3 separate regions of the Sus scrofa genome follow, and all the other regions are linked to region 2. Evidence: chromatin contacts called from public HiChIP or PLAC-seq data. All regions are on one chromosome and are shown on one strand. The core of a region is the stretch at or near the end of the contact, and the rest is flanking DNA. Distances in the headings are between cores, read along the strand shown.

Region 1 (2,700 bases), core at 134-2,633, 190 kb after region 2:
AGGAAGGGGGCTCTTACTTTATCTATTTCCAAGAAGTCAAAGCAATGATTTTGTAGACAGTTTAGACTTCTGCCTAAATACATAAATACAGACAAGACAGCGCTCTCCTTTCGGTTCCTGAAGAACGTCCCTCTCTTTCCCCGCCTCCCTTAATTCCACCTTCACAAAATAAATCTAGGGACTCGGGTCCCCGGGTTGTGGCACTTTTCCCATCATAGACAAACCTGCTGGAGGAAAAAACGCGACGCAGAAGCCCGAAGCTCGAAAATCATTAACATGTAAATGGTGCCTTTTCCATTCCAAAGCACCTTATCTCCAGACGCCCCGGGGGACTGGAAGGGTTCGGAACGCCAAGTTAGGCAGCTCCGGCACTGCAGGGGTGGGGGCGGAGGGAACCCGGACGGTGGCCAGACCCTGCCGGGAAGAGAGACGTGCAGCTAGAGGCATAGGATTCGGGGAGGGCCAGAACCTGGCGGAGGACAATTATCGAGCACTTCCTGGTTCCTTCCCCAAACGTGTTTTAAGTGGTCCAATGTATATGTATCGCTGCCTTTCCCAAAGACAGTCGAGGAAAATCAAGATCTATAGAGATTCCCCTTGCTCCCTCTCGCCGCTCTCTGCCTCTCTCTAGCCCCGGGCAGGGGTAGGGCATAAGAAGGGTTTACTAAATCGGTGATTTCAGGTTATGAACAAGCTATTCCAGGAAACTTTTGTTTTATTCTTAGCACGAGTTGGGGGGAGGGAGGCAAAACATGAGGAAAGCTTAAAAAAAAAAAAAAGATTTTTCTGGTCCGCGGCACCACGTCTACTGAACGTTGGCTTTCTTTCACTTTGCAGTGGCCGACTGCCCTGGGTGCCACCTGCGCGAAGGGGGGCGGGGGTGGGGTTGGTACGCGCCGGAGTTCTCCAACTCCCACTGTAACGGACAGTGCGAATGACAGATTGCAAAGCCTCCTGCATGCTTCCCCTGCAACGCACCACACAACGAAGTTCGAACTGCAACATTCGATGGGCGAGCACGGGCCGAGACTGCTGCAGAGAGGAAACGGCGTTCCGCCGCCGAGGCTCCTCCTCTCTCCGGTGCAGCCCGGGACTACCTGGAGGCGCAGCGGGTGAGGCGCGCAAACCACAGCGCGCCCCCGACGCAGCCACCTCCAAGCCCACCTCGCTAGCCCGCGCGCGGAGCGCACAGTCAGCGCCCTCCACCTGCACCCCGTCGTCCCACCCGCCGCGCCAAACCCCGCGCGCCCGCCTGTGGGTGCAGGCCAGGCGCCCGAAGGGCCGTGCTCACGCAGTTGGCGCAGGCTGCCCTACGCTGGAGGCGCAGCGCCAACCGGTCCGCCCGCCCCCTGCACTCTCCCCGCCCCCTCCCTCCCTCGCAGGGGCCGAGCGAATGTAGCCCGCGAGAGAAAATGGCGGCGGCGGCGGGGAATCGCGCCTCGTCCTCGGGATTCCCGGGCGCCGGGGCGGCGAGCCCCGAAGCGGGCGGCGGCGGAGGGGCCCTCAAGGCCGGCAGCGCGCCCGCGGCAGCCGCGGGGCTGCTGCGGGAGGCGGGCAGCGGGGGCCGCGAGCGGGCAGACTGGAGGCGGCGGCAACTGCGCAAAGTGCGGAGTGTGGAGCTGGACCAGCTGCCGGAGCCGCCGCTTTTCCTCGCCGCCTCTCCGCCGTCCTCCTCCACTTCCCCGTCGCCAGAGCCGGCGGACGCTCCTGCGAGTGGGAGTAGTTTCCAGCCTGTGGCGGTACCACCGCCCCACGGAGCCGGGAGCCGAGGCGGCGCCCATCCTGCAGAGCCGGCGGCCGCCCCAGACAGCGGCGCCCCGAGCACCGCGGGGGCCGAGCCCGGGGAGAAGCGGATGCCCGCCGCAGAGCCACCTTCTACTGCGGCCCCTGTCGGGTGAGCTGCGGGGCCGGGAGCGTGGCGGGGACTAGGGAGGCGGTCGGTCGAGGGCAATGAATGAACCCTGGGCACCGCGAACGGCGCCGCGGGGCTCCGAGCAGCTCGGCTGCGCGCCGCTCGCCGGGACCCGAGCCCTCGGGCACCCACTTTGACCCCTACAGCATCGGGTGGCGTCTCAGACCTGGCCTGGGGGACCGGTTGGGGGCCCGGGGCGGGGACCTGCCGGAGAGTTTGTTATTGTTTGCAGACATGTGACAGTCGTGCGAGCCCTGCTGCGGGGACCGCTTGAGATAAGGTGCGGGGGGCCCAGGATGGCTTTGTGGGGCTCCCGGAATAGGGACTCTCAGAGGAGCCCCGGCGCGGGACCCTGGCGCTGTCCTCCCGGCGGGCAGCAGTACGGCGGCGGCGACCCGGGACCGGAGTCCACGGGGCGGGGGGAGCGCTGCGGGTGAGGCCCGAGCCCAAGGGCGGGTGGTGGTCAAAAAAGGGGCGGCGTAGATGGGGAGCCTTGCCTGAGGCCGGGAAGGGGGGGCAGAGGGCGGCGGAGAAAGCGGCGGGCGTCACCGCAGCCGTGACAGGCGGAGCCCCTGCTCAGGTACCGGGACCGGGCGGGGACGAAGGCGGCGCGCCCGGAGCGCGGCCGCAGAGACTCCGTGGTGGACGGCTCTGTAACGCCTGTCAAAGCGGTGCAGACCTACCGGCTGCAAACTCGCGGGGGCTTGCGGTCTTTTAGGACGTGAAGTTTTCAAATTTAGTCCCCCAAGGGGCTCCTTAGTGTCTTTGGGAATGCGGACTGCACTGCT
Region 2 (2,700 bases), core at 198-2,697:
TGTGTGTCCCCAGAAAAGTCACTTAACCTCTCCAAGCTTCAATTTCCTCACCTGCAAAAATGAGATAATGAACATGTCCCTGTATACCTCACAGGATTACAACAATCCTCAAATAAGATATGTTATGTGAGTGAAGCAGGCTCTGTGCCTCATTCTCTCTTCCTTACGCTCATCTCTCTAAACACAGCACAGTGTAAGTAAATGTTGAATGAGTAAATAAAAACCCCAAACAACTGTAACATAAACAAATCAATTTTGTGAGGGTTAAAACCCATTAACTTCCATTTTTTATTCCCATATCAAAAGGTTACCAAGTACCTTTGAGAGTATTAGAATATTCCATCATTAACACAAATAATGGTTCCTCTTTTCTTCCCCTGGGTTTCAGAACTGTAATATGAGTACAGTCACTTTAAAAATCTTTCCTGTTTTCCACTCTCTCTAATTACATGGTATCAGGAGCCAAAAGATAGACCATGAGATCCTGATGTTGCTACAACTTGCAAGTGACGCAAATTATCATTAGCAAACTGCATCTGAAACTGAGTTTAAGCACTTCACCCAAAATGATCCCAGGAGAAACATCTCACTCTAATGACAGTAAAGGCTAGGTTCACAGCTTAAGGAACAAAACAGGGTGACAAACCTGTAAATGTTTTAAAAGCACTCATTATTAATACAGCAGATTGTAGGGAGACTAAATCAACTGCTCTTATCTGTAATGATCTTTTTAAAAAAGAAAAATCAAAAACTGCTACCAATGCATTTCTCATGTGCTGAAAACTCCAGGCTAAATTGCTTGCAAGACATAAGCCCTTCAATGCATTCAAAGAAATAGTCTCTGCAATTATCACTAATTAACCAGCCCTAACAGTTGGGAGCCAGTTGGAGAGATTTACACTTGAATGTAAATGAGGGAGGAGGGAGCTGGGGAATGGGTTGGGGAACATATTTGTTTTGTTTTGATTTCTTTCCAGACATATTTCAGTTTACATAAATATTTGAAGGTTGGATCAGACAGAATTTACAGCACAATGCTATTAGGAATGTCTTTATAAAAACTTTGATATGGTCTAAATTTGTTTCAAGAAGGAGGGGCAGGGGTGGGAGCAGGAGCCTTTTTCAATATTTAACTTAATGCCCTGACTAGCACCTCAAACCACTTAATAAATCACAGGTACCTCTGACTTAGAACAAGTGAGCAGTGTTTCCACGGTTTCAATTTTAGCTATAGATTTCAGAAGGAACAGACACTGCCTGGAGAGCTTGCCAACTTTCTGGCTTAAGCACTGGCTTGTGACCTTCAGTTGACCTTGGGTTCTGGGATTTGAGGGTTAAAGTAGTCTTTGGCATTTGAGCCTGTTTTGGTTATTTTTTTTCTCCGAAAGTGTTTAGAGAAATAAGAGAGGGCCCCACCCTATGCAACAGGGCAAGCTATTTCCTGTAAGAGCAAGAGTTTGTAGCTATCTCAGTGGTTTGTGAAAAACACTTCTTCAGGAGAGGAGCTCTTTCTCAAAGGGTCTGTTTCTGTTCTGTTTCTCTTTGAGCATCTAATTTTGCAAAAATTTTTTTTTAGAATTAGCACATTCTCCTGCCTGAAGACAGATAAAGCAAAGGCAATGCATGAAAGGCCAGTCTGTGTGTTCTCAAGGTGAGAGTTGGGCCGCAACAGGAATCTGACAGGTTGAATCAAACAAAAACCCTCACCTCTCTGAACATGAGTTTGCTTAGTTCACAGTTTTTCTTCCTGTAGGTGGATGGCTGAGGGGCAGATGGACTATGGGAACCTTTAACTAAACAATCATGTCTTTAATGAATGCACATTTTTGTTGAGCCTGATGTTTGATTAAGGGTATACCATGAAATGTATTAGCCTATTTCTTAGTGAAGCAGGAAAGCCTTCATGGAGAATTTTTATTGTTTATATTCAATGAAAGGAAAAGTCTGACTCGAAGTACTCAGATTTAATCTCTCTCCGAATTAAAATGGTTCTATTATGCTGTAACCGCTGGTGCTGCTAGGAAAGGTGAATCCAGGATTTTTGCCCAGCCATGGAATCCCTTTATTCAAGGGAGCTATGCATGTGGCCACGAACAGCCAAACATGCCTAGTTTATTGGCAGCTGACCTCAGTGTAAGGAGAGTTTATTTTCCTTTAGGAACCCACAGTTGAATAATGTTCTGGTGCCCTAGCTGTTTCATAACTCTCTGTGTAATTAAGCAGTTGGCATGACCTTCCAAGGCAAGATAATAATAGGAGTTAAGCAAAGGCAGGGCTTGTATACAAGGACACTTGGGACTGCTCAAGCTCACAAATAAAAGCCTTCAAGTAAGTACAAAACTGTCTTTCAAATTCAAAGCATTTTCCCAGTGTAGTGACAGCCCCTTCAACCACCTACACACACCCTGCATGGAACATGGCGAAATTGTCTATAACTGAAGAGCAGCAAGGAGGTTAAGTTGCGGGGGAGGGGAGACAGGTGCTGGCTATCATTTTTCATATGCCACCTCCACTGTCCAAATGAATTTAAGGAGGAATACCAAAGCCAGTCATTTGCAAAAGGTAAATCACTTTAGACCGCCCAAAGTAAGCTGGTTAGGGAAAAGAAATTATAATTTAAACAAACAAGCAAACAAACAAACATGGTCAAAAACACAAATTACACGGCCACTGAACACCAAGTGGTTTAAAACCAAGAAC
Region 3 (2,700 bases), core at 81-2,580, 130 kb after region 2:
AGCGCCCCACCCCACTGCAGTCAGATTCTTAACTCACTGCTCCACAGCAGGAACTCCTATACTTGGATATTTTGATTCTTAGCCAAAGTACCCTGACTGTGGATTATCTAATCCAACAGTCTGGTTTCACAGATAAAGAAACTGAGACTCTGAGTAAGTAACTTGCTCAATGCCCACAGTGATTAAATGGCAGAACTACAACTCAAATGCTGGGGTCCCAATTCTAGGACACTTTGCACCAAATCTTAGAGAACATTCCAGCCCAAGTTGAAAGGAAAAGAAGACCAAAGAGAGGCCTGGTAGGCTCTGAGGGAGCAATCTCAAGCACTCAGGGAGGGAGGGCTTTTGCTAGTGAGTGAGGATTCCACCAGCACAAGGTTCCAGCTAACTGTGAGTGACTGTCCTCCCATGTTCCCGACCTCTTAGCCCACCCTTGTGTCCCCAGAAAGCCAATCAAAAATAAACATTGACCATGTCACTGTCCTAGATACATAAAAATAACATTACTGTACATGACCAAAAGTGAACCAGATTCTCTGAATTTTTTTCAACTTCCAAAAATAGTTAGGACTTTCTGCCAAAGAGAATGGGGCTTGAATTCCCATGAAAAAACATCAATCCAAGGCATTTGCTCCAGTGTAGAAATAATTAAATACATTCTAAAGAATGGAATTCTCAGTGCTCTCTCACCCGACAGCTTGTTTTTTGAAAGAAAAGGGGGAAAAACATGTGGCAACCATGACATAGTGAAAAGCTTGGAATCAGGAAACCTGGTTCTAGCGGAAGGACACTTTTGCCATTCTTTTCAGTCACCCAGGATCCCAGTGGAAATCTCTCATTGTGTAAGTTTAAAAGGCCAGATGCTGTTTTCCCAGCCTCCTTTGCAGCTAGGATTTGGGCATGTGGCCTAAGTTCCACTGATGGTCAATTTGATATGTCAACTTACTAGGCCATGGGGTGCCCAGATACTTGGTTCAATGATACTCTGGGTATATCTGAGTATGTGTCTGTGAGGGTGTTTCTGAATGAGATTAACATCTGAATCTGTAGACTGAGTAAAGCAGGCTGCCTACCCCAATTTGGGTGTGCCTTGTCCAGTCCATGGAAGGCCTTGATAGAATAAGAAGGCAAATAAGAGAAATTTCCTTCTGCCTGAACTTCTTCAAGCTGGGACATTGGTCTTTTCCTGCTTCAGACTCAGATTGGAACTCACACAATTGGCTTTCCTAGTTCTTAAGACTTTGATCTCAGACTGAAATACAATCAGCTCTCCTGAGTCTCCAGGCTTGCCAACTGCCACCCCTGGGACTTCTCCGCCTCCATAACCACATGAGCCAACCATTTATAATCAACTATATAAGACAGGCTGGGATCTGAGACCCTTTGCTGCAGTGACTGTGGTGCTTGCCCCCGGACAAACATCTCCTTGAGCAATAAAATACAAAGAAACTATAAGGGATAAAAAAGAACTGTGTACATGTGCAATTGGGGAAAATTATGGATAAGAAGATACAAAAAAACCTCTAAAACCCCAAGTGCCACTTCTGAAGAGCCAAGAGCAAAAGCAGGGTGTCAGAAGGAAAAGGAGAGTACTATGCACGCCCCCTACACCCACCACCAAGGAAGTGGGCAAACCACCTAAGCCACCCCTCTGGCCCAACCTCTGGCCCGCCCCTGCCCTTACTCCATAGAAAGAACCAGCTGTCCTCCCTCCCCCCAGGGAGTGAGCAAACCAGGAAACTTGATGTTTGTTTTCACTCCCTGCTGCTGCAGCAGAAGCCTCAATAAAACCTTGCCTGAATATTCCTGTCTGGCCTCTTATCAATTTCTATTGATTAAGGAGGTCAAGAACTCTGAACAGTAACACATTATGTAGAGGAAATATACAAAACAGTTTTTTTTCTGTTTCTTTTAAGTATGCATATTAATATATTCACCAGTCAAAAGCGCTTCCCCAGAGGAACAGGAAGCCAGTGTTAGGGAAGAGAAGAGGAAGGAGAAGAGAACTGATTAGACACTCTCGGTTGAGATTTCACCTGGAATCACAGGAAAAGATCCTGGATCTTTCCAAAAAGACAAAAGGTATGGGGCTTTTGTTTTCTCTCTCAGTTGAGGCACTGGATATTACTGATTCCCAAGCCAGTCTTTGACTCTCACCCAGACTGGAACCTCCATGAGGAGAGAAACTTCCCTGACCTGCTCACCACTATCTCCTCAGCACCTACCCCAGGGCCTGGAGCCCAGTATCTGCTCAAAAATGTTTGTAAAATGAAGTCCACTTTGTATAAGACACATTAGCCATTTCCTGCAAAATAGCATTTTGTTTTGAGACTTTTATACTGACCAAATAACCCTTCTCAATTTAGGAACTTTAAGGGACACTCGGGTAAGAGAAGCATAATAATGACTAAAGAGGTTTAGATTTGGAATTAACTTTGGGCGTGACTTTGACTGGAAGAAGTCACAAGGCTGCACAGTTCTCTAATCATAAAGAGTGTAGTGAGAGGCGCTGTGGCTGGAAGGTGATATCCTCCAATCATGCATATTCTCATACTTTGTACCAAGATGTACTGGGATATGTGGTGTCAAGACCTACCTGGACCACCTCCAACCAGACACTCTCAGCAATGGCTCAACTCTCATTCCAGTCTCGCTTGTTATATTTTGTTGCTGGTGCAATTAAAAGGTGAAAGGAAGACC

The links. HiChIP or PLAC-seq counts read pairs in DNA pulled down with a chosen protein or histone mark.
Region 1: a contact with region 2 is called in an H3K27ac HiChIP or PLAC-seq map of alveolar macrophages. The contact joins the promoter of MAP3K1 here to the enhancer-like site in region 2. A contact is called at or near these places in 4 of 47 Hi-C or Micro-C datasets (blood, embryonic fibroblasts, fibroblasts and 1 more) and 2 of 2 datasets of contacts at active chromatin or transcription factors (alveolar macrophages and skeletal muscle).
Region 3: an H3K27ac HiChIP or PLAC-seq map of alveolar macrophages shows a contact between it and region 2. The contact joins two enhancer-like sites. A contact is called at or near these places in 1 of 47 Hi-C or Micro-C datasets (embryonic fibroblasts) and 1 of 2 datasets of contacts at active chromatin or transcription factors (alveolar macrophages).

The regions. Positions count from the first base shown.
Region 1 is chr16:35,870,918-35,873,617 of Sscrofa11.1, forward strand. It overlaps MAP3K1 (mitogen-activated protein kinase kinase kinase 1), which reads left to right and starts at 1,384. Exons shown (of 20, transcript XM_003133973.5): 1 at 1,384-1,894. The coding sequence starts at 1,413.
Region 2 is chr16:35,682,029-35,684,728 of Sscrofa11.1, forward strand. No RefSeq gene overlaps it. Among named protein-coding and RNA genes, the nearest start is that of ANKRD55, 24 kb to the left of the region's middle. Within about 2 kb of position 1,448, at least 25 of the 83 cell types and tissues checked have an H3K27ac peak or open chromatin away from gene starts, as enhancers often do. A contact at or near this core is called in alveolar macrophages, where this site is marked.
Region 3 is chr16:35,812,736-35,815,435 of Sscrofa11.1, forward strand. No RefSeq gene overlaps it. Among named protein-coding and RNA genes, the nearest start is that of MAP3K1, 58 kb to the right of the region's middle. Within about 2 kb of position 1,331, at least 13 of the 83 cell types and tissues checked have an H3K27ac peak or open chromatin away from gene starts, as enhancers often do. A contact at or near this core is called in alveolar macrophages, where this site is marked.